7 separate regions of the Mus musculus genome follow, and regions 1, 2, 3, 4, 6 and 7 are each linked to region 5. The links are chromatin contacts, called in public Hi-C, HiCAR-type, Micro-C and promoter capture Hi-C maps. All regions are on one chromosome and are shown on one strand. The core of a region is the stretch at or near the end of the contact, and the rest is flanking DNA. Distances in the headings are between cores, read along the strand shown. Region 1 holds the start of Mcm5 (minichromosome maintenance complex component 5). Region 2 has its middle 26 kb from the start of Mcm5. Region 3 holds the start of Isx (intestine specific homeobox). Region 4 has its middle 27 kb from the start of Isx. Region 5 holds the start of Large1 (LARGE xylosyl- and glucuronyltransferase 1). Region 6 holds the start of Rasd2 (RASD family, member 2). Region 7 holds the start of Tom1 (target of myb1 trafficking protein).

The links. Promoter capture Hi-C pulls out the DNA fragments that hold promoters and counts their contacts. Hi-C and Micro-C count contacts between places; a contact is called where the count stands out from the background. HiCAR-type assays count read pairs that join an accessible place to other places.
Region 1: a HiCAR-type map of astrocytes shows a contact between it and region 5, with 7 times the contacts expected there. The contact joins the promoter of Mcm5 here to the promoter of Large1 in region 5. A contact is called at or near these places in 4 of 39 promoter capture datasets (embryonic stem cells, liver and pre-B cells), 4 of 484 Hi-C or Micro-C datasets (CD4 T cells, LSK cells, embryonic stem cells and 1 more), 8 of 115 datasets of contacts at active chromatin or transcription factors (astrocytes, craniofacial prominence, embryonic forebrain and 5 more) and 1 of 9 other capture datasets (adipose tissue).
Region 2: a contact with region 5 is called in a HiCAR-type map of astrocytes, with 3 times the contacts expected there. The contact joins the enhancer-like site here to the promoter of Large1 in region 5. A contact is called at or near these places in 2 of 39 promoter capture datasets (liver and pre-B cells) and 2 of 115 datasets of contacts at active chromatin or transcription factors (astrocytes and stem cell-derived neural progenitor cells).
Region 3: a promoter capture Hi-C map of stem cell-derived epiblast-like cells shows a contact between it and region 5, with 20 times the contacts expected there. The contact joins the promoter of Isx here to the promoter of Large1 in region 5. A contact is called at or near these places in 11 of 39 promoter capture datasets (the C10 cell line, the SN4741 cell line, cranial neural crest and 6 more), 20 of 115 datasets of contacts at active chromatin or transcription factors (SST interneurons, VIP interneurons, craniofacial prominence and 12 more) and 1 of 9 other capture datasets (embryonic stem cells).
Region 4: a contact with region 5 is called in a Hi-C map of cortical neurons. The contact joins the enhancer-like site here to the promoter of Large1 in region 5. A contact is called at or near these places in 10 of 39 promoter capture datasets (the C10 cell line, cranial neural crest, embryonic stem cells and 5 more), 1 of 484 Hi-C or Micro-C datasets (cortical neurons), 12 of 115 datasets of contacts at active chromatin or transcription factors (SST interneurons, VIP interneurons, craniofacial prominence and 7 more) and 1 of 9 other capture datasets (embryonic stem cells).
Region 6: a contact with region 5 is called in a Micro-C map of embryonic stem cells, with 4 times the contacts expected there. The contact joins the promoter of Rasd2 here to the promoter of Large1 in region 5. A contact is called at or near these places in 4 of 39 promoter capture datasets (hippocampal neurons, liver, pre-B cells and 1 more), 2 of 484 Hi-C or Micro-C datasets (LSK cells and embryonic stem cells), 7 of 115 datasets of contacts at active chromatin or transcription factors (astrocytes, embryonic forebrain, embryonic limb bud and 3 more) and 2 of 9 other capture datasets (embryonic stem cells and liver).
Region 7: a promoter capture Hi-C map of pre-B cells shows a contact between it and region 5, with 7 times the contacts expected there. The contact joins the promoter of Tom1 here to the promoter of Large1 in region 5. A contact is called at or near these places in 9 of 39 promoter capture datasets (cranial neural crest, embryonic stem cells, hippocampal neurons and 4 more), 7 of 484 Hi-C or Micro-C datasets (CD4 T cells, Sertoli cells, cardiomyocytes and 2 more), 11 of 115 datasets of contacts at active chromatin or transcription factors (differentiating embryonic stem cells, embryonic brain, embryonic forebrain and 8 more) and 3 of 9 other capture datasets (adipose tissue, embryonic stem cells and liver).

Annotation. Positions count from the first base shown.
Region 1 is chr8:75,107,547-75,110,791 of GRCm38.p6, forward strand. It overlaps Mcm5 (minichromosome maintenance complex component 5), which reads left to right and starts at 1,963. Exons shown (of 17, transcript NM_008566.3): 1 at 1,963-2,075; 2 at 2,154-2,328; 3 at 2,544-2,670; 4 at 2,754-2,882. The coding sequence starts at 2,162.
Region 2 is chr8:75,133,484-75,136,973 of GRCm38.p6, forward strand. No RefSeq gene overlaps it. Among named protein-coding and RNA genes, the nearest start is that of Mcm5, 26 kb to the left of the region's middle. Within about 2 kb of position 1,423, at least 26 of the 459 cell types and tissues checked have an H3K27ac peak or open chromatin away from gene starts, as enhancers often do. A contact at or near this core is called in astrocytes, where this site is marked.
Region 3 is chr8:74,871,814-74,875,057 of GRCm38.p6, forward strand. It overlaps Isx (intestine specific homeobox), which reads left to right and starts at 1,361. Exons shown (of 4, transcript NM_027837.3): 1 at 1,361-2,044. The coding sequence starts at 1,828.
Region 4 is chr8:74,898,592-74,902,009 of GRCm38.p6, forward strand. No RefSeq gene overlaps it. Among named protein-coding and RNA genes, the nearest start is that of Isx, 27 kb to the left of the region's middle. Within about 2 kb of position 1,325, at least 12 of the 459 cell types and tissues checked have an H3K27ac peak or open chromatin away from gene starts, as enhancers often do. A contact at or near this core is called in VIP interneurons and cortical neurons, where this site is marked.
Region 5 is chr8:73,351,970-73,355,070 of GRCm38.p6, forward strand. Large1 (LARGE xylosyl- and glucuronyltransferase 1) reads right to left here and starts at 1,571. Exons shown (of 15, transcript NM_010687.2): 1 at 497-1,571.
Region 6 is chr8:75,212,138-75,215,278 of GRCm38.p6, forward strand. Rasd2 (RASD family, member 2) reads left to right here and starts at 1,807. Exons shown (of 3, transcript NM_029182.1): 1 at 1,807-1,941.
Region 7 is chr8:75,031,546-75,035,102 of GRCm38.p6, forward strand. It overlaps Tom1 (target of myb1 trafficking protein), which reads left to right and starts at 2,141. Exons shown (of 15, transcript NM_011622.3): 1 at 2,141-2,282. The coding sequence starts at 2,231. It overlaps Hmgxb4 (HMG box domain containing 4), which reads left to right. Exons shown (of 11, transcript NM_178017.2): 11 at 1-433.

The DNA of each region.
Region 1 (3,245 bases), core at 713-3,212, 1.8 Mb after region 5:
CTTCCTTCCTTCCTTCCTTCCTTCCTTCCTTCCTTTCTTTCTCCCCAGACAGGGTTTCTTTGTATTCCTGCTTTCCTGGAATTGCTCAATCTCAGCCTCTCCTCTGTAGAGCTCTGTAAAGCCTCTGCCTCCTGAGTGCTGGGATGAAAGGCATGCGCCACATCTGGCAGTTGATTTATATTTAAAGATATATGTATGTGTTTTGCCTATTTACTGCATGCATACCTGGTGCCTGTGGAAGTCAAAAGAGGGCATCAGGCTCCCTGGATGGTTGTGAGCCACCATAGAGAACTGATTGTCTACAAGAGCAGTCCCAGCAGCTCGGCATTTAATTGCCGAGCCATGTCGCCAGGACTCTGTCTTTTTTTTTTTTTTTTTTTTTTTTTTGGTTTTTCGAGACAGGGTTTCTCTGTGTAGCCCTGGATGTCCTGGAACTCACTTTGTAGACCAGGCTGGCCTCGAACTCAGAAATTCGCCTGCCTCTGCCTCCCAAGTGCTGGGATTAAAGGCGTGCACCACCATGCCCAGGCATAGGACTCTGTCTTTTGACCAGTGAATTTGCTGACTCTGCTTCACTCTGACTTTTGCTAAAATTCTGTTCAGTGCCTAAGTCCAGCATTCCATCTGTACCTGAGGGGAAGCCCCAGCCAACAATGCGGAATTACATCCCTGCTATTGGTGACAACTGTTAAGAACAGCCTCGATTTTGGTCAAGAAGCAAATAAAGCAATCTAAAATAAAATGTGTTAAACCTGTCTTGGCACACAGGGATTACCATGAAATGCTGAGAAAACCAAGTCTTAGATTCACCTGGTATTTTTTTTTAATTGCAAAAATGCTCAAACTTTATTCTCTGTAAATATATGTTTGAATGGTTGCTGCAGCAATAGGTTTCCACTTGTTCGTGTGGATGGGAGGAACTCAAAGGAAAATCTACACTAAGGTTGCTATGCTAAATCTGCCTCCCCCCCCCCCCAAGATTTCCATTTGGAATTTGGCCATGAATTTTGCATGGTTTAAGCATTGCCAAGGAATTAAAAAAGTTCTACAGTCATCATAATTATTCGTCTGAATCTGAATGAAAGAAAACATCCCTGGCTTCCTGGGCTTTGGTACTATCTGAGTAGGGGAAGGTGAGCCACCTGGTCCCAAAGCTGCGGAGACAGCACTCTGGCACCTCCTGCCGGGCTGGAGCAAGAGTACACCTCAGGCATACTGCTTTCTCACAGCAGCTCTGAAAGGGGTGGTTTTCTCATATACTTATTTTAAAGGCAGGGTTTCTTCAGCCTCCCTAGTGCTAGCAGATATGGGGGAGGGCTGATAAGTCTACTTTTTATTTATGTGTCTGTATCCAATTGCTCAGTCATTGCTCCAGTCCGTTTCCTTTTACTTAAAAAAAAAGTGTACTTATGTACAGATACATATATCTTTCTCTCTCTACATCTAACATGTACGTGGCCCATAGAGGCCAGGAGAGGACATTGGGTTCTCTGGAGCAGGAGTCACAGGCAGTTCTGAGCCCCTGACTAGGGTACTGAGAACAGAGACTGGGTCTTCTAAAAGTACAGCAAACGCTATTGACCACCGATCCATCTCTCAAGTCCCACCTTTTTACTTGGGAAAGGGGCTCCCTAAGTCACCCAGGCTGGCCTTGAACTTGCGATCCTCCTGCTTAGACTTTACGAGGAGCGGGGCTGACAGACCTGCGCCACTGGGCTAGGTTTTCTCCGAAGGCCTAAGGTTTAAACGCTCACAAAGCTCCCGAGCCTCTCCGCCATCTTTGCTCGGTTAGCTGCTAGCGCCAAGAACTTTCGCGCCAAAACGTCCAGCCTCACAAAATGGAGACCGGAAAGAGTTGACTCGTGACGTCACCAAGACGCCACAGCCAATCATCTTGGGAACCAGGCCTTGGAGGCGGGACTCAACCGGCGCAGAGCAGTCCAATAGCTATCCGCGGCGCTGAACGAACCAATAGGAGCGCAGAGACCGCGGTGGACAAACGCGGAGGCTGGTTTTTCCCGCGAAAGTCGGCTTCCTCTAGGAGGGCTGAGGTTCGTGTGGCGCGCCGCTGTGAGGTGAGGGAATTGCGGGACCCCGTCTAGGGAAGCTCCCGCCGCCCCGGGGTGCTCAGCTCTCTGTCTCCCTTGACCCAGGTACAGTCATGTCGGGCTTCGACGACCCGGGCATTTTCTACAGCGACAGCTTCGGTGGCGACCCCGGTGCGGAAGAGGGCCAGGCCCGCAAGTCGCAACTGCAGAGGCGATTCAAGGAGTTCCTGAGACAGTACCGAGTGGGCACCGATCGCACGGGCTTCACCTTCAAGTACAGGTGCGACAGTGTCCGTGAACCATTCTTACGGGGGACGCCTTTTCTTGACAGTCCCTCTTCAGGCCTAAATTTAGGATAGAGTGGTCTACAATTAGGTGTCTTTTGAGAGAGGTGGGGGCATTGGTGCCTGTGAGGACCGGGGTGCACAGGCACTGCTGCTGACGGTCCCTCAATGCACCCTTCCTGTCCCTCTGCCCCTTTGTTGACCACTAAAGAGATGAACTCAAGCGGCATTACAACCTGGGTGAATACTGGATCGAGGTGGAGATGGAGGACCTGGCCAGTTTTGACGAGGAACTGGCTGACCACTTGCATAAACAGCCGGCCGAGCACTTACAGCTGGTGAGTAGCACCCATTTCAGAGCCTCCTAAACCCGGGCCCTGCCCCATCATCACCAGCAGCTTATGCCTTTCCTCTTCTTCAGCTTGAGGAAGCTGCCAAGGAGGTGGCAGATGAGGTGACCCGGCCCCGGCCAGCTGGAGATGAGCTGCTCCAAGACATCCAGGTCATGCTCAAGTCAGATGCCAGCCCGTCGAGCATTCGGATTCTGAAGGTAGGAGTTTATTGAATGGCTAGTCAGGGTGGCATGGCCGCTGTGTGGTGCAGAAGGCGTCTGAGACAGGTAGCTTGGAGCACCAGATGTGTGACCCTGACCAAGACATTTGACTTAACTTAGTCTTTATCCTGTGTAAAATTACCTCAATGGGGTTGATGTCTTAAAGGGAAGGCAGAGTTGAGTCTTGCAGAACAACAGTGAGTTCCTATCCATCAGGGAGACTAAAAAAATAGTAAATGCCATCCATAACTGGGAGGCAGAAGTAGAAGCCTGGTGTACATGAGACCCTGTCTCGAAAAGAAAAGAACGTGGGGACAATGTGGCTATTGCTGAGAGGGTAGAGAGTTGAGGAAGAATACT
Region 2 (3,490 bases), core at 173-2,672, 1.8 Mb after region 5:
TACTGTAGGCGGTCTTTCTTCCCCATGAGGTTGCCCTGGAAGGGAGGGTTTTTAATTGATGAGAAGGTTGTACTGTCTGGGTGTGTTTTCTGTCTGGGCAGCTCCTCTCTGAGGCCATCATAAAGGAAGCAGGTTGCCCTCTGTCAGGCCCCAGCTGTAGTTTGCCCTGTTCTTTCTCTGTCTGAATGGAACATTGGTTGTTGGGAAGGCTTTGCTAAGTATCTTGTCTCTGAGCTCAGCACAGGACAAGCCCTGAATCTCACCTTTCCCCAAAATCCATAGTCTCTTCATCTGGGCCTGCTGAAGATTACATGTTTAGTGATCCAGTGACTAGCTCTGGCCAATAGCTAGTTCACAGCCTGTAATAATTAACATACCATTTCTTTAGCTTCTCATCAGTCATTCCAGGTTAGTTCCTAGGAAGGGCAACATGAATGGAATCTGTCTTCACCCCTACAAATAAGCCTTAGTTTTATGTCACTAAGGCAGTGGGTTCTTTGTTACTCATTTAATCTTATTTATCCTGACTGATAAAATATTTTGGACTTCCTCCCTAGCCTGTTAGAACAGTTAAAAGGCATGTTTTTAATGCAACAGTTCCCTGCTCTGGTATTCTGCCCAAGAATGTTTTTTGTTTTGTTTTGAGACAGGGTTTCTCTGTGTAGCCCTGGCTGTCCTGGAACTCACTCTGTAGACCAGGCTGGCCTCGAACTCAGAAATCCACCTGCCTCTGCCTCCCCAGTGCTGGGATTAAAGGCGTGCGCCACCATCGCCCAGCCAAGGATGGGCTTTATTTCACCTGGTACAGCCCCTTTCCAGGGAGAGAATATGGTATCGTCCATTCATGCTTGCCTGCATTCCCCACTGCTCATCAGTCTATATCATAGGGCTAATTCTACTTACACTGTGAGAGTTTAGGATTAAATGTGTCAATGCTGGGCCCAGGGCATTTTCTCTGAGGTGTGTCTCAGTATTACTGAAGCTTTTAGTTCATTCATCTGTATTTGCCTGGCTGCCATGTGTGTCCTGGACACAGAAGATAGAGAACAAAGCAGGAGAGAAAGATCCAGAGAGAATGTCAGCATTGCCTTGTGAGTCTAAGGTAATAAAACTCCATGAATGCTCTGGCTGTGGGTTCCTGGTGGCCCTATACTTTGAGATGCATCCAAGGGGCTGGCAGGGAGTGGGGGTGGCAGGCTGCATTATATAAGCCTGCAGCCTGAAAGCCAGGGTTCTGTTTTGACAGTTCTGTTCACAGCCCCCACATGGACATGCTCCTTAGTTGCAGAGCTGAGTGGGGAAGGGAGCATCATGGGAGTCTGGAAGCATCTTATCCCAAGCTCCTATGCTAAACCTGGCAGTTCTCTAGCCTGGACCCAGGCCATCTGCTCAGTCCCTTGCTCAAGCCCAGCCTGTCTGACCTCTTTTGGCTGACTCTGGGAGGGCCTAGAGAGTAGAGAAAGGACTGGCAGGGCTTCCTGAGGAGAGAGAGAGAGAGAGCAAAGTAAGCATAGGAAGTCAAACTTGGGAGGGAGGGGAGGGGACGGGAGGGAAGGACTGCTGGGGCCGTGCCTCTAGTGATGGTCAACATTCTTGTTTATGAAAAAGGGCCCTCTGAAGATGCCATTCTGTGGATAACTGGGGGCATGCTCTTGGCATTGTAAGATAACCCTGGCCCTGTAGCAGAGCAGACTTGGCCCTGTGTCAGATTGCTGTCCTGTTACAAATAGATGAGTAGCTTGAAACAGCAGATATTCATTGCCCTTGGTTCCTGGGAGTTAGCTCAGCACAGCCTAGCTGGGACTTTTATCTCTTCTGTTATCAGGCTGCAGTCTCTAGGAAAGTTGGATTGAATGAGAACTTTCTCATCTCCCTCACATGGCTCCTGGTACCTAGAGAGGGTGTGCCATTTAATCAGACATGTAATCCCCAGGACTAGAAAATGAATGGAAAGCCTTTGGGTTCTTGAGTGATTCCACATTGCCTTTTGGTGCCCCCATTTTAGTGGGGGGAGAGCCCTGCATCATTTATTCTGCCTCTCTCTGTCTTACCTTTCCATGGGGCAGATCTATAGAAATAGAGTAATGACAGGGAATGGAATAATGGCCAACCGAGGCTTCCTGTGAGCTTTCCCACCAACACTGGCAGGCCTAAGGAGCTGAGGGTATTTTTGTCTGGCCCACCCCATCTGTTTTGCCTGTCCCTTTCTCTGAAGTATTGTGCCTGCAGCTGTAGCCTGAGATGCCTTTTCTTGGCTCTGGTCTAGATAGCTGCAAACTGGCCATAAAAGTCCCTCCTCCCAGTCACTCTACTTTGTTGTGAGTAAGCCACTCTTTAGATTTAACTAAAATCTGGCAGTGGAGGGGCACGGTGAAAGGGATGAGGAAGAGATAAGAGAGCTGGCACCAAGGCCCTGTTCCCTCTCTGCATTTCAAACTTGCTGGAGTGTGCCTCCTCTGTGCACACAGTGAGATCTGAGGCTGGCTCAGCAGCTGGGTGAGGGAGATGAGAAATACTCCTCATTCAATCCAGCTTTCCTAGGAGACTGCAGTTTAATAAAAGAGAGATTCCAGCTAGGCTGTGCTGAGCCAATCCCCAGGAACCAAGGACAGTGAGTATTTCAAGCTACTGAGACATTTACTATGCAGCCACAGAGACCTCATACACTCAATACTGCCTCCTAAGAGCCAACTGTCCTCCCATTCTTCTGCTTCCCACTGCCCTGAGGCCTGAGCAGGACTCACAAACTCAAGTTCAAGGCAGCTTAAGGCTGAGGAGCTGACCTTAAATGTCATTTTGCCATTTCTGGGTTCATTTTTTGGAACAATCTACTAAAAAGCAATGCTCTCCCTGATGCCCAGCTCCTTATAGTGTACAAAGCCTTTTCCTCCTATTGTTCTAGCTTGGTGTTCCTGACCACTCTGAGAGGCACCGAGGACAGGTCAAGTAGCAGATGAACAGTCTGAGGCCCCAAGATAAGAAATGATGTGACAGGGAACCTGTGGTGGGGTCCCTATGATAGCTGCAGGGCAGCTATTTGTGTGCAGACAACATAGCCACACCCCTCACTTAAGGTGTCTGCCTGGAAAACTTTACTACTTTTCCAAGATTCCTGTGTAGCTAGCATCCTGGATAGCGTCTAACTCATACAATCAAGATGCTCATACACAGGCTAACCTCTAAATCTGCTGAGATTAGCAGGGAGAGAAGTTCAGGGAACAGAGTATTATGTGGTCAGTGGTGGGGAACAGGAATAACCCTGGAGGTGACTTCCCAGTGCCACAATTTTCCTGTGGCAGTTGGAGCCACTCAGCTCTGGCAGTCCAGGTCTGTTGTGAGCTCCGGGCCATTGATACCAAAAGCATAGGCATTTAGCATTTTGCTCAGCTAGCTAGAATGGATTTAGTTGATGCATTAATGCTGATTGAAGTACTCTCTCCATAAGGTATAGAACAAAATCACTGGAAATTTCAAGAAGCAACCTGAATAA
Region 3 (3,244 bases), core at 111-2,610, 1.5 Mb after region 5:
ACTCGGCTGCCTGCAGAGCAGGAGTAGACATCCCATAAACCACTTAAGGCTTCTGACTCACTAACACTCTCCACTTTGCTCTCGCCCCTCCCTTGGAGCCTGCAATCAATCAATCAGAAGATGGCGGCTTCACTGTTGGAAAATCCCTGCTTCTTCCAGCTGGCATGAGCCTCTGTAGATCACTGCAGAACCTAATCTCTCCCCACTAAATCAGAGATTCTGGCACTTCCAGAAGATCTGCTCCTGAACAGGACCTCTTCGTCTGTTTCCCCATCTCAGGGAAGTCCTCCGTCTTCTAACTCCTCCCCCTCCAACTCAAAGAAAGGGGAACAACTGTGCCTACCCCACATCCCCCTGTAGAGAGGTCTGCATTCTAACATGAGGTTCACATTCACAGTTGGTTAGGGCATTGGTCATTCTGTGTTGTAACACTCTGAGGCTTCGCAGGACAGTCCTTAAATTCCTCCTGTCACTCCATCCCCTGTACCCCTTTGTTCTGAGCCTCGGTTTCTCCATATGCCCTACACACGCTTTAGAATGCCTTCCCTGCTCTAGCACTGGTAAGCCAAGAAACACATCTGTGAGGGACTACCCCTGGCTGAGCCTCACCCATCACACCCAGGTTCACCCTATAAACCTCTGCAAATCCCACAAATTCTCCTAAGTGTTTTAACACATTTCGCTGCGCCTTGGCCGTTCCTCCCCCACCTTCTGCTCTTCTGTTCCACCTGGCCATTTCTTCAGCACCACGCCTCTGCAAGGCATCCTGTGTCTATCCTCCAATCCTGGCTGTTTCCCTCAGCTCTCCACCCAACACCTGCATCCCATCCCATCTCCTAGGGTGGGGACTTGTTTCCCTTATCAGCCCACCCTCCTCCTTGGTTACACATTTCTCTGAGCAGAATTCCTGGCAAGATAGAGCAGTGACTGTCAGCTCCAAGCCCAGAGTTTACTGGACTGGGAATCTTTGTGGCTGTCTTGAAGACAGTAAAGGGTGATCAAGCAGGAAAAATTAATAAGGAAACCCCAAAAGAAGGAGAAACGAGTGGCTAAAGAATTTACTATGTGACTGGAAGTCAGGGAGAAGAGAACAGAATAAAGCCAACACCAGCCCAGAGAGCACTGGCCTCAGACCACAGGCCTGAGGTAAAAGTGAGCACAGACCCCCGCAGGGAGCCAGCATCGACCTTAGCCTCTACCTGAAGATCTGCAGAGGCACAGGAGCCCTGGAAGTCTCATTCCTGAGACTGGAAGCTGGGTTGAGGAAGTCCAGAAGGGCCTCTGAGAAGACCTTTCAGCCACAAAGAGGCTCAGGGTTCACTTGGCCATCTAGGGCCCATAGGTGGCAGCCTAGCCTCCCAGGGACTGCCTGAAGCCAGCAGGAAGGGGACACAAGTCAGAGAGAGGACAAAGGTGGATGCTGGCTCCAAACCTCATCCCACCAACCCTGCCTGTTTTCTCTTTGTTTTCTGGTACCATTACTCAGTTCGCTCCAGGATCCTTGCCTAGGCTGGTAACTGTGAAAGCCTCCACCACCAAGAAGATCCTCTCTGGAAAATTGAACCTCTATTTGGTGACAACTATAGACCTGTGGATAGAGGACAAGTGCCTACCAGCTCTTCTGCTGGAAGCCACCTCCTAGTCTTAAAGGTGTTCAAGGTCCATGGAAGTCCCTGTGTCCAAGGAATTGTGGCTGAATTACCCAGCATCAGGATTCCCAATCACCACCTCTGTGTCCCCAGAAGCTCCGGGAAGAAAATATACCACCCTCTGCTGGCATCTCCCTGGGCACACACAGAGTGTTCCTCCTAGCAGCAGGGCTAGGCCATGGCAGGCCCTACGATCCACAGGGACATGGAGAAGAGTTCAGGATACTGTGAAGCCCCAGAGAATCTGGGCTTGTCCTTCTCCATTGAGGCAATCCTGAAGAAACCCACAGAAAGAAGAAGTTTGCCCAGACCACAAAGCATTTGTAAAGAGGACTCCAGGCAGACAACTATCCCAGGTTCCAAGCTGGAGAGGCCCCCACAGGATCAGCCCCAAGGTAAGTGATTTCTGGTCATTTTCTTTTGTTCTTGGGGAAGGGGTGGGAGACTCAAATGATCTCTGTCAATAAAATAGGGGGGCTGTGACATCCAAAGGGATAGTAGGTCTTAAACAAGTTGCTTTTTAAGCCTTTCAGTCTAATATACAACTGTGGTATTCAGAGTGCATAAACACATAGGCTCAGGTCATTGTGATGTGCAGGGGCCCAGAGCTTATCCTTGTGACCAGGCCATGGCTGGGAATTATCAGTCACATTCATTCTGCACTGATGAGGTGGTGGGCACTTTCCTTCCATTTGGACAGAGATTGTGATAACTGGACTAATAAGAAAAGAGATGGATAATGTTACCAAGTTATAAAGCTGGAAGTCACAATCTGAACTCAGGGCCTGGAACCCCAAAGCCTTACTTCTAGCACATTCTCCCCATGAGCTGAGCTCAGCCTGCATGGCTTCTAGTAGCTGAAACTTTGTCGGGGTCTGTCCTCACAGAGTCCCCAAACCCAAGTCTGTATTCACCAGAGGGAATGCACCTAAATAAGTAAGCAGATAGTTGTCAGGCTCTCATTCAAGCCAGCATCCACTCAGGGTGGTGGATACCCTAGGTGTAAGAGCTAGGGAGCTGTGTGACTCTAGATGAGTTCCTGTCCTCTCTGATCTCAGCTTTACTCTGTGAAACAGTTCGATAAATGTGGGGTGGGGTGGGGAGTGATGTTGGTGCTTATGAAATTTCAAAGACCATTTGGTCAGGAGTCTGTAGGCCAGGAGTGTCTCACATCAGACCCAGCTCTTACCCCTTTCCACACTTTCATCTAAGAAAATGCTGGGCAGATAGCTCAGGGGAGTCCTTGACAGCGTTTCCTTCCCACACAGAGCCTTTCTGCAAGCTAGCCTCCCACAGAGGTTCCTTACAGGGGCTGTGCTCAGCTCCAGGCAAAGAGAAGATCCAGAAGTGGCATTAGCCTAAGCAGCAGGGGAGCTGGCTGCTTCTCTGATAGAAGATGGCCTTGGGCTCAGCTCTCTGAAGTTCACTGGTATCTTCCAGTCAATCGAGGGTTCACAGAAGCCAGTTCAATAGGGTCTTTAACCTAGGTCTCTCTTGCTGCAGCTGTATAAATGAATATCACCCTCCCCATCACAATGAGAGAGTGCCATGCTGCTGATCCTAGCAGATAAGAAGAGACTGCTCTTTCTACACCT
Region 4 (3,418 bases), core at 75-2,574, 1.5 Mb after region 5:
AGGAAATAAAGGATTAAAAACAATCTGTAACAAGTCAAAACAGGGGTCACCAACTGAAGGATATCTGGGGCTTACTTCCAAAAGTGACAGGTAGAGACTTTTCTGAAGGTATCAAATAGAGAGAATTGATTGTTTAGAAAGAAGTTCAGCAAACACCCAGGAAGCAGAGAGCTCCCCAGCAGGGAGAGTGAGACAGGTGTCCTGAGAGGAGCAGATGGTCAGTTAACATTGGTTAGCTATATATTCCAAGCATTATCTATCTAAGCTTAATAAACAGAGAAAGGTAAGTAATTCAGAGTACCACTGTAATGCCCATATTTTCATGGGTAGTAGACACTGGAAAACCACAGATACTAAAAGAGACTCCTCCCTCTAGAGAGCTGAGAAAGTTTGACATGGTGTGATGAGTTGTTGTGTGAATTACTCTTCTCATTGCTGTGAAAAATATATATATAAGCAGTGACTTAAAGGAAGAAGGGTTCATCTCGCCTCATAGACTGAGAAGAGAGTCCACCAAAGCAAGGAAGGCCTGCTGAAAGGGGCAGAAGAAAGCTGGTCACATGGTGTCTGCAGTCAGAAGCAAAGAGTAAACAGGAATAGTACTGGGCTATAAATCCTGGTGACTGCTGGGAGGTGGTGGCGCACGCCTTTGATCCCAGCTCTTGGGAGGTAGAGGCAGGCAGATTTCTGAGTTCGAGGCCAACCTGGTCTACAAAGTGAATTCCAGGACAGCCAGAGCTACACAGAGAAACCCTGTCTCAAAAAAGTAAAAAATAAAAATAAAAATAAACCCTGGTGACTCATTTCCTCTACTGGGGGCTCCACCTATTAAAGGTTCCACAACCTTCCCATCACCAGTTAGGGACCAAGTGTTCAAATATGTGAGCCTGTGGGAGACACTTCATTTTCAGGCACAACAGTTAGTGACGGGAGATGGTCCAGGGAAGCCAGGAGGACCAGGAAAAGCCTCTTCAGAGTCAAGGCTTAGGGTTGAGGACTAAGAGACAGATAGAAACCAGCCCTGAGGAGGCTGAGGGCCATGTCTCAGGACGACACATCAACTGTGCAAAAGCTCTGACATGTGGCTATTATAACATGTTCAAAGAACACACATTTGTTTTTACTTTAAGGGCTCCCTGGTTAAGCTGAATAAGATCTTAAAGTCCTTGACAATGTTATGCACAGCATAGCTCAGCCTTAATTTCCCCAACTAACAACTTTAAGTCAGGGCTTCTTTCAAAAATGCTGTCTACATATGTGCGCACTGCACAAAAAAAGCAATGGAACCCCCTCCTCCCACAGGAGGAGGCTGGTGTTCTCTGAGTGCTGGCAGGAAGCTAGGACCAGAGCCACCTGGCATTTCTGATACCCAGTAAGTACCATTGTTGTCATAGCTACCAGGCTTAGATGGATATGTTCTAGTGAAGTGTTTGTTGTGCTGCTTTCTGCTCATCATTCCCTGAACTTCAGAGCTCCCATCCAGACTGTGTGCCTTTCATTGCTTATCCTCGGTGTGAAACTGCCAAGTGTATCATGAACCTGATTGATGAGATGCTTTGGAGTTCTGTTGCTGTTGCTGTCATTTTGAAACAAGGTCCAAACGTGCAGCACACAGGCTGAATGTCTCCCATGATAGTCTTGAATACAGGCCAACACGTTCACACATTAGCATCGCATCAAAACTTCAAAGGTTGGACACCCCAGTTAGCCACTCCTACAGAACTTCACCCTCTGAACAACTTTCTTCCTGAGCCTACAACACTACCACTCTTTATGAGGTAGGAAAGTGGGGTAGGACAAGGCTGCTGATCTTCAAAGCATCATTTTCTTGTATAGATATTTCACAGAACTAGATTTTAATCAGTGAAAGAGCGAGCCATCTTTAATCCAAATGAAGACATTACTTAGTGCCTTTATTTTAAAATTAATTCCATCTCTGGGGCTGATTGAATGATTATTGTATGTATGCATGCTCATCTGTGTTGATTGTGAATGTGTGCATTGTCACAGCATACCTGTGGAAGCCAAAGGGCAACCTTCAATTTTAGTCCCCACCTTCCATCTTGTTTGAGAAAGGGTCTCTTCACTACTTCCCACAAAGTGGCACAACCTGGTCCTCCACAACCTTGATTTTCAGTCCCTTATCCCTTCCTGTTGATGTTGTTTTGGAAGGTTCTGGAAACTTTAGAAGGTGCAGCCTAGCTGGCAGAAGTAGGTCACTGGGAGCAGGCCTTTGAAGGTATCTTGCTCTTTGATTTGTGGCTCATAGAGATGTGTACAGCCTCTGCCATCCACACCCACTGCCAAGAGTCAAGCTGTTCCAGGGGCCCTCTCTGCAGGACAGACTGAAGCTTCGAATCAAGATGAATCCTTCCACACTTAAGTTGCTAATGTCAGGTATTTATTCATTGTGTTTCCAAATTAGTGCAAGTACCCAACCTGTTGTGGACCTAGATGGAGCTCAAAGAGGTTAAGCACGTGTCTCTTATCAAAGAGCTCAGTACTATACAGACTAGATCTAGAAATTAGCTCTTTAGCCTAGGAGGACAAATCTCCTCCCTCTAACCTGCACTTGCTAGACTAATTCCAGGAACACTCAGTTCAGATCACTCATGGAAACCTCGAAGTTGCAGGCCCTGTAAGTTAAGATGAGAAAGGAAGGCCACTAAGCTGCTTTATTTTTCTGTCAGAAAGTGAATTCGATTCCAGAAATGGTATCCTCTCCACGGACGAGGATAAGAAGTTAGAGAGCTAGAGGGACTTGCCCAAGGTCAGACAGTGAAGGTTAGGAACCAGAAAGTGGGGTTTGGGGACCCACAGGACAGAGAACTCAAATGATTCTTTTTTATTTTAATGTTATTTATTATCATGGGGTATGCATGATGTGTATGTGAGAGAGAGAGATCATGTGTGTGAGAGCTGTAGGATGCACACGGAGGTCAGAGAACAACTTTCAGGAGCTGATTCTCTCCATTCACAGTGACTGAACTCAGGCTGTTTGTATGGCAAGTGCTTTAACCCACCAAACAATCTCCATCACCTCCATGCCCTACGTTCCTCTTTATATCCCCAAAACATAGGCAGATACCCTACTGCCCTCATAGCACTGGGGTAAGGTCTTTGGCAGGTGCATTCCAACCCAGGGCACTGCTTCAGGGGTACCATTTGAGCCCACAGAGGCTCATCAGGCCCCACCAAATGTATCAACAGCTGCCATCTGCAGCTGCAGAGACCCCACAGGGCTGGCTACCCACACATCTCAGCACTGAGAGTTGTCAGTCACCCAGGAAATGCCTGGAGGTCTTGAACTTCTGAACTTCTGGCTCACCTCTGCCTGAACCCAATTATATAGCCTTTGCTGATATTACTTTATAGTCAAGATTGTAAATACTTCCTTGGTCCCACTTTATGACTGCTA
Region 5 (3,101 bases), core at 321-2,820:
TGTTGGTTGGGACTCCCCCTCACGGGTATCCATGCCATCCAACCACTTTATCCTAAAGAGCTTTTGGAAAATGTGGATGCATACACCCAACCCGGCCTCTTTTCAACCTATTGGAAAGTTCTCTGGGCATCCCATCATAAAAGGCAGGTGAACGTCGAAGAAAAGCAGGAAGGGTCCCAGGGTGGCGGGAAAACAATACCTCCAGGTGTTACTAAGAACCTGCCCCCTACACACACACACCAACTCGCTCTTGCCTATCAATATCTTGTACACCTAAGAGCATGTCAGGCCCTGAGACAGATCCTGGGGACACTAGAGATTGGGGTCTTCCACCTCCTGCTTTTCCGGGACTCAAAGCCAAGTCAGAAACGGTGTGCCCATCCTTTTTACTAGCATCCTAAGCACACCGGGTACCAGCCACAGGTTTGGATAAGTTGTCCAGCATTGCTCACTAAAGCGTTCCCACGATGGTTCTCTCGCACATCAGGGCTCTTACCTTGGCCTTGACTACATCCAGGCAGAGGTACACTCCGAAAGAGCTGAACCGCGTGGTGCCACTGACGCCTACTAAGTGCAGTGGGTCCTGGTGGAGATCCCAGCTGGAGCTGTTCTAACCCGACCGACCGACGGTGCCAAGCACAGACTTCGGGACAGCCTTGGGCTCCAAATATCAATAGGAAAGGTCCGCCTTGCCGGGACTGAGCACTCTCCCTTCTTTCTCCTCCTCCGAGGCGGCTGCCGAGAGCTGCTCTACGCCAGAAGGACTCTTCCAAGCCCTGGGCGCCTCGCATGGGCAAGGGCCTGGGGGCCGCCCTGGGTTGGATCCGGGAAACCAGCGCCAGGAAGAAACGGGGAGCCGCAGCTCTGCCGGCTTCACCTTCCGCGCCCCTGACCGCTTAACCCCTTCAGGGCAGGGCCTGCCCGCAACCGGCCCGGCCAGGCAAGTACACCGGCAGCCCCAGCCACGGAGAAGAGGCGAGGCAGGAGGCAGGAGGCTGGAGGCAGCTCAGCCGGACCGAGAGACCAGCGTGGCGAACGAGCACTGGGACCGACCGTAGCTGCTTGCGGTGACCCTCCCCCCCACCCCCCGGGCCTGCGCCGCCCGCCCGCGGCTCCGCGAGAAGCGGGCGCTGAAGAGGGCCTCGCCCGGGCCTGGGGCGCGGGACCGGGGGCGCGGGGCCGGGATAGATGCTCCTTGGAAGGTCACGGCCGCCGGGGCGCCGCGAGCGGGACGCAGCCCGATGGGTGCGGGGAGCCCGGGCGGGCAGCCCCCGCCGCCACCTTGGAGACGCGCCGGCTTCCCGGAGCGCTCAGGTTTGGAGCCGCTCGTCCGCTGCAGACGCTGTGGGCAGCCTGGAGCCGCGAACGGACAGGCGCGCGATCCCCGCTTCCCGCGCGGGGCCGGGAGAGAATCGCTGTGCGGGGACCGGCGTGGGAGCGCGCTGGCGGGCGCTGGTGTTGGAGCTCCAGGCTAGTCCAGCCGCCGCCGCGTGCTTAGAGCGTCGGGCTCGTTCGGCAGCTGCAGTGACTGTGTGTCTGTGTCATGTCTGTGCAGCTGGGGGGCGAGGGGGAAGGACCGCGATCCTGGGCTGGGTTCCGAGCGGGGGCGGGACCGGAGCCCGCCTCGGGGCCACGCCTCCTCCCCGTGATCGCATGGACAGCCAATGGGTAGCGCCAGGAATGTGCGTCTCTAGTGCCCGCCCTGCCTAGGCTACGCCTACGACCAAGCGCCTCCCTCCGCTCCTTGGTTCATTGGAACGCAGGCGGATGAAACACCCGGAGCCCGGAGCCCGGGCCGGGTCTCGGGAAAAGGGTGCTAGCTGGAGCTCCCCGCCCTTCTTTCCCGGACTCCGGCTACCCCAGATTTGGATGAAAGAGAGTGAAGAGAGGCGGGTTGAGTTCGCAATTGTTGCTTCCGGTTTGCGAGCAGGGTGGGTCACCGTGCCACTCCTTTTACAAAATAACGGTTTGGGGGGAAGTAGGAAGTTTACCCTGCTTTTCCTTCGGTTGGGAACGCGGCTCTCCCCTAGGTTGACCGGTCATGGGGCAGCCAGAGCTGTGAAGAGGCCCGATTTGAGCGGTTTGACATCATCTTGCTTGGATTCTGGATCCAAGAATCCTGTGCAAGACTCTGGTCCCCCTCACCAGAGGAAACTACATTTTTGTGTCCATATATACACGCATAGATGCACCTCCTTTCTAATTTTACTCTTGCTCAGAGCCCCGCTTTCAACGTCCACTAAAGGGACATCTAAGCCTCCGGATGTTGATGAGGAAGGTGAGGATGCGGAGAGTCCGCCCGGACTGCGGAAGGAGCGGAAAGATTTGGTTATAGTAAAGGGGATGGGATGTCCCTTGGGAGAATACCCTCCCTTGAGGCTGAAGCAGAGCCTGGGTGAGAAAGAGGACCAGAGCGGACGGTCTACTCCCACTGGAAGACGGAGCTCCGAAACTGCGATCCAGCTTCCGGGTTTTTTCCTCAACTAGGTCCCTTGGCTTCTGGGGGCCCCTTCCCCCAGAGTCCCCACCTCCCCCAATCCGTAGGAGCCACTGAATCTCTGTCTTCCCCTGCGCTTATCTCCTCCGGCAGCCCACCCACTGTCTTTTAATGGCTGGGGAGGATGGAGAGAGGTGGGATGCCTTAGAAAGGGCTTCCTATCTCGGGACTCTGAGCTGACTATCTTACCCGAGGTGGAGCATCACTCTAATCTCGCATTCGAAGATCCAGCTCCTCTCTGATCCCATCCCTCATCCCCAGCTCTGGCCTTGATACCTACACCCTTGGACCGTCCTTTGACCTGCTCGACACTCTCGGCTTCCCTGCGTTCTCTAGAAGCCAGGACCCCTTTTACCACCAGCAGGGGCTCTCCCTCAGTTCCCAGCGCTGTTTACCTAATCAGTAGGAGCCTAAGTCTTGGAGGATGCGAACCGAAGGTAGCGGTTGCTTCGGAATAGTTAACTGCGATGCTGGGGTCCTGATGTCTTATCTCTACCAGAATAAGTCTTACCACGAACGTTGCAGGGATAGCAAATCGTATCTGGGTTTGATGCCATTATTGTGTCGGAAAAGAACATTATATGGTAAAATAGTATCTAATATC
Region 6 (3,141 bases), core at 557-3,056, 1.9 Mb after region 5:
TCAAAAATAACCCAAGCATGGACCAGAGACTTCCACAACTGGTCCAGGGAGGAACATTTGGGTGGTGAGCGACAGAACTGGAGCACAGAGCTCTCACCCAGGCTTTCCTGCCTATGACACACACAGCTCCCAGAGAAGGCTGTCCCACAAAGGAGACATTCCCTATGCGCAGGACCAGGAATTGAAGGGAACACAGCACCTACTTCTTTCTGGTCCACCTAAAGGAGTCCGTAGAAAAATGTCTGCTTTGGGCGAAAGAACTTCCACCCCTTCCAAGCCTCGCCCGCACATCTCCCTGGATAAAGGCAGGCTCCAGCTGCAGTTCAGAGGCCTTGCTTTGTTTTCGGGCTTGTTTTATACTAACCTTCTATTTATGGCCTGGGACACAGGCTTCCCATGTAAGGCAATGACATTAATGAGACTGAAAAATGTGTTGGGGGTAGCGGGTCTTGGATTAAAGAAAACATTAAGAAATATGTGGCCCGTGGAAGCAAGAACGCCTGATGTCTGGCTTGGTTCAAAGCGCTCCCTAGGATAGCACGCTCTGGCTCTGTCAGGGACGGGAAGACTAGGTCCCACCAAGCCAGAGGAGGTCTCTCCATAGAGTTCACTCTGAGCTGCTTCCATTACCCAAGGTGATTCAGGGCCCCTCGTGGCTGCACGTGTGCCGCCCATGTGCTCCGCAGGCCAAGCGTTCGCAATGGAAGCCGCGGCCTGGACCGGGCTCCCGGCGAACGTAGGTGGGCATCGGAGGGGGTGGAGGTTCGCTCAGGGCGAGGTTGGGAGGTCAGGAGCGGGTTCCCACAGTTTGGGCTGGCTTGCGGGCGAGTGCGTGCTCAGTGTCAGCCTCCCAGGCCCGTGCCTTACGGTCTTCCGGTCACGGTGCGCGTGGCCGAAGCCTCGGGATAGCCCTCCTCCCCCGCGGCCCCAGCCCCACGCGCCCGGGCACGCGTAGCCGCAGATTGCCGCGGCTCCTAGACTGGGGTGGGGCGGAGGCGGGACCTGGCCGCGGGACCCGCCGCTGATTGGCTGCTCATGGCGGGGGCGGGGTGCAGGCGGCAGAGCCCAGGCGGCGGCGCTGGGCAGGTGGGCTCGGGACGTAGCGCGCGCCAGGGCCCGAGGTAGGCGTAGGTTGCGCATCTGGAGCCCGAGCTTGAGCCACCGGGAGAGCACGAGGGAGGAACCCACCCTAAGAAACTTCTCCTCGCTTGGGGAGAGGAGGCACAGTGCGGAGCGACGTGGGCTTCAGGCGAAGTTGGAGCTGCTGAGCTTCGGGGCGGCGTTCGAGGCCCCCTCCCACTTGCGCGCTGAGCGCAGCTAGCGGCGTCGGGCGAGGAGCAAGCGGCGGTCCTTTCCGCGAGGGTCGGCTGCCCGACTGAGGGCAGCCGGGAAGGACGGCCCGGCGCACAAACCCCTCTACCCTGCACGCGGCCACCCGCTTTGCGTCCAGAGAAGGAGGTAACGTAAGCTGCCAGGCGGGTTCGTAGGCCGATCGTCACCCCCAAAAGTCCTCCTGAGTCTCCGGGGTTCGCTTCTATATCCCCGGAGTCGTGCCCCTTCCCCTTCAGCGCGGAGCTCCAGGCGGGGGCACCCCGTACTGGACGTCCCCAAACCTTCGAGCACCTGGCTCAACCGGAGTCCCCCCTGTCGGGGCAGGGCAGGGCCGCCGGCGGCGAGCCGGAGCCAGCCCAGCGCCCCAGCCCCGCCGAGCCCTCGGAGCCCACCCATGGGTCATCATCCCCTGATCCGCGGGCCTCCTCGCCCTGTCGCGCTCAGCCCAGCTCCGGGCGCCGCGCGCAGGAGGATCCGTACGCAGTGACCCTGGAGCCCCCGCAGACGCCGGGAGACTCAGCGGTCGGAGCGGCAGGCGGCTCCCCGCACCTCCAGGAGCTTCCAGGGAGCCCTCCAAGCCGTGCTCGGGGTCCGTCCCGCTGTTCTCAGGTAAGGGAGACATCCCAATAGAACAGGAGAGGTAGCTAGGTGGAGTGGGGCAGCCGGCTCAGTAGAGGGACGCAAGCTCGGTGACGCTGGCATTTTATGACAAAGGAAACTTAAACTGTACCCTCTACGTGCTGAGATGCTTTATACACGTAGAGCATTAAGCTCACTAGATGCCTAGCCTACTACCTCTGGTGGTCTTTAGCCCCTTACATAGCGTAGGAAAGTGGATTTATTGAGCTCTTGTGTGCTCCGTTTGTCCCTGGGAGCTTTCTTTTAGACCAAGAGACAGTCCACTTTAAAAGGAGGAAACTGAGACTCAAGAGGAAGAGGCAGTTACCCTCCCTAGATAAAACCTCAAGCAAGAATGATCAGGGGTCCTTTAACCTATCCTAGCGTCCCTTGAGCTTTGGAGCATTTCCTGCAATGTTTCCTTGCTACCATGGTTTCCTGAACTCAAGTGGCCAGTGTGTGGGGCCTCTGAGCCACACTCTCTTGCCCACCTCTGCCACCAGTCCACGAAGGATGAGGAAGGGTATTGGATTGTCCTGGACCTCCTGGAAGCTAGACTAGGGTCTGGAGCAACGACCGGCTTTGGACTCTCTGATTCAGGTTCCTCCTAAGCCTCAGAGGGACAAAAAAGAGTCCCTGCAAGTCGTCCACGGGGCTGGGAGCAGCCGGGTGGCTCATGACTACTCAGAGAGACTGCCCAAAGAAAAGAGTCTTGTATTGGAAAGGTTTCTGGGTACCTGACCGTGTTGCGTTTGTTTCTACCCAACGTTTAACAGAGAGGTGAGCTGAGTGCACAAACCAGATCACTCAGAGGTTCTGTGCTGACACAGCTGATCATCCAGAAACAGATGCCCCCTGTTCTCTGCCCTCCTGACATCCCCAGGATGGGAAGGGTGGCTTTGTAAAGCTCCTGAGACTCCCCAGAGCCTAGGGGAGGAGTCAGGACTACAGCGTGTCAGTCCTAAGAGGCTTGGGATGTGCACACAGGTGTGGCAGGTAGTGTAGTGAACCTGGCTCTGGGGTGCACCCAAGGAACTCATCCTGACCAATCTGTACCTGTTCAGCTCCCATCAAGCACTGGGGCAGACACAAGGGTGAATGGCCCACAGTTGCACTGCTTGTGAGCTGCTGGCAGGGTATGCAGAGTCCTGGGCAGGATGCCACCCCAGCTGCCTAGAGGGAGAGAGGAAA
Region 7 (3,557 bases), core at 891-3,390, 1.7 Mb after region 5:
AGAAATTTCCATTTGAGTTAACATGTCAGAACCTCATTTGACCCTGCAGAAGTTTCCTGTGAGAAATGGTATCAAGGAGAGGCCAGGGAAGACATGTGTGGTAGAGGAAGCAGCCAGTCCTCCATTGCCCTTGCTACAGACAGTAGTGAACTCCTAAGGAGAACCGGCTTTTTCGGGTTTGTTTTCCTCTGAAGCCTAGCCCTGTTGTATTTGTATTAAAGATTTGTACACATTTGTATAATAATCTGTACCTTGTGGTATTTGGTACTATTAGAGGAAAAATTTTGGATTCAGGCCTTCTTGCTGTTTTTATATCATTGTTTTATTTTGTTTTTTTAAATAAATCCTAGTGGTTTGATCCAAATCCTATTACAGTTGTATAAAGAAACAATATTTTGTACTTATATTAAAGATCTCATTTTTAATATTTATAGTCCAGTCTTAGCTGTCTTTTCCCTAATTGGGCTAATCGTAGTCGGTATAACTCTACTCTACCCTGACATTTCTCTATAAGGGAGTGGGGGCTGAAGAGATGGTTCACTGGTGAAGAATATTTCCTGCCCTTGATAAGGACCCAAGTTAGATCCCAACACTCATCCAATTGAATGTAACTCCAGTTTCAGAGGATCAGTCACCCTCTGTAGCCTCCTTAGGCACCAGCACACAAGTGCATATACCCACACAGAGGTACACACACACACACAAACACAAAATTTAAAAATTTTAAAACCAAATCCTGAAATAAAGGTCAAGTTACCATGTTCCTATCTATCCTGGGCCATGCAGCCCTTGGGTCTCAGGTTGAACACACCTTATATGTAAAGGCTCTCAAATATCATTTGCATGTATTATAAAAGGAGAGAATATGATAGTTGTGGCATAGCAAATGAAACCATTTAAAATATTGCTATTGGCCTAAATCAAAAAGTATCCATCAATCTTTTGTCAGAGTTGCATGAAAATTCTATGCCAAAAAACAGACAGTTCATATCCCAGGAGCTTTCCAGAGTCTTGTCTATTTTAAATAAAAAAAAAATGTGATGTCACCTCCTTGTCTCTGAGTCAACAGCCACATGGCCTGAAGTGAATATGTGCTAATACTGTGAACATTGAAATATGGAAATTTGACCTTTCATGGTTAAGGAAAAAGTTAATGGAAAAACAAAATGTTAAAAGTCATAAGTAGCAAAAAAAAAATAATAATAATAATAAGGCTGCATGCTATGATGCACATACTTCTCCAATTCCAACACCCCAGGGATCTGAGTTTGAGGCCAGACAAGGGATATTGTCAAAAAAAAAGGGGGGGTGGGGGGGACTGCAGCACCGGGTTTCAGTGTGGCAAAGTCCTAGGTATGAGCCCTGCCAAAATGGAGGAGGAAGTGTGATGGCCCACAGTACTTGTTTAATCTCAGATTAAATGTGGTGAGAGAATCGATTCCTCCACGTTTTCTTCTGACCTCTCTGTATGCACCATGGAACACACACATATAGAGTTAAAAAAAAATTTAAAAGTTTAAAACATAATGCCTTACAAAGATACAGCAAGGAGGAAGCAACCATTACGGAATGCCTTATGAGTGATTTTCATGTCACCTCAATACTCTGAAAGCATTACATTATGGATATTTACAGCTGAGGGGAACAGATAAGGAAAAAGCACTTTTCCGGTTTGCCAGGTGAGAGCCAAGGCAGATGAGGTGGCTTATGAGGTGAAAGCATTTGCCACAGGACAGGCAGTTCATTCTCTGTCTCAAGAGAGCAAAAACCCAGGCCCTTGCCTCCTCTGGCTCTTGGAGCGGGGAGACATCAAATGGAAATTTCGAGTCCGACTTGGGCAAGGAGGCTGTCATCCTCAGGGCTTGGTCCCCAGGACTAAAGGCTAAGACACTAATACTAATACCTGTCTGAGTATGCGTAACCTGACCCAGGTCTTTCCCTGGCCAGAGACCCAGTTTCAGGATGTCAAGACTTCCAGGCTCCACAGTGGCGCGCACTGAAGCTTCAGGGGCGTGGCTTAGAAGCCGGCCCTCCCAGGCCCCGCCCTGGTGTGGCGTCAGCCACGGCCCAGGGGCAGCCTAGTAGGGGGCGGGGCCTCGTGGCTGCGCTCCAGAGCCCCCGCCTGCCGGCACCACCCCGCGGGCTGGCCAACGGGTCACGTGGCGGGTCGGCGGCGCCGGCGGTTGCTGTCACCTGATTCTGGGAGCTGGTGGCAGCGGTAGCCGCGGCAATGGACTTTCTCCTGGGAAATCCGTTCAGCTCTCCGGTGGGACAACGGATCGGTGAGTCCCCGGAGCCGCGCGCAGTCCCGCCCCTGTGTGCCGCTCTGGCCTTGGCCCTGGGACCTGTCGGAGTCCGCAGTCTGGCAGACAGGAGGGAGGCTAGGCGGTGAGGCTGGCGCGGCGCTCTGGGCTCCGCCCACCCTATGACCCACCTGATTGACAAGAACACGGGCCAATCGGAAGTCTTATATGGGGATTGATGCTTGATGTAGCCAATAGGCAGTGGAAGGAGGCGGTCCTGGGCGGATGTGGTTCAGCCAATGTGTGCGTGCTGGGGTCCGAGTAGAGGGAGAAAGTTTGGGTTAAAGGGACTGCTGTGATGAGAAGGCGTTGGGCCGCGCCACCACCGGGCGCGCGCAGACTAAGAGCCCCTCCCGGGCTGGCGGCGTCTTGATCATTCGCCGCGTCACCGACTCTTCACATTCCGAGACGCCGGGGTGTCTAGGTTCGGCCGCGCCTCTGTCCCCATGGTCGGGAGTCTCGGGTTTATGTGACGTCGCCCCCGTGATGGTCCTCGCCCATAGTTAAAGGGTCATGGCCCAGCCTTCCTGGACTTGTTTGATCATTAAATGCATTAATAAGATAGCACTGAGGATGTTTCCTGGCACATGGCTAACGCCTGTCATTGTCAACGTGTTACCACCTACTGGGGCTGGAGCCCATGGGAAGGTGCCGGCTCCCAGCACCTACTCTCGGGCAAAGGCCAGGCGGCGACGTTTCCCCAGGAATGGGTGGTCTGGGCGTGACATCCATACCCCCTTACCTGAAGGGTCCCGACGGCATTGTGAAATTGGGAAGGCCGAATCTGAAAGCTAAGGCTTCCCCTGAAACTGTTAACCCAGCTCTGTGTTGTAACCAACACTGCAGCTGTTAGTAGCTCTTTTGAGGTTCTCATCAGTTCTCTGCAAGGGAGCTCTGATGCCTGAAGCCCAGGTGCTTCACCATAAATCGTTGTTTGAGACCTGGAAAGAGAAGGCAGTCTTCTTCGCAGATTTCCTATGTAAAACAGGCAAATTAGTCTGGCCTTCAAAGCCAGCCTCAAAGTCCTGAGACTTTTTGGATAAAGTCTTTTGGGTTCAGTCTTTTAAACTGCCTGTCAGTTCAAAGCTCAGCATCTCTCCTGCCCTGAAAGTTGCCTGCCTTGGGCAAGAAATACTTCTGATTAAGAGTACTGCTACATCAGTACCTCAGAACACTGACTAAATCTCACTGCTGGACCCTTTCTGCCTTGGGGTTCATGTCAGACCTATCCAAGACTCAGATGGGCAGGTGTAG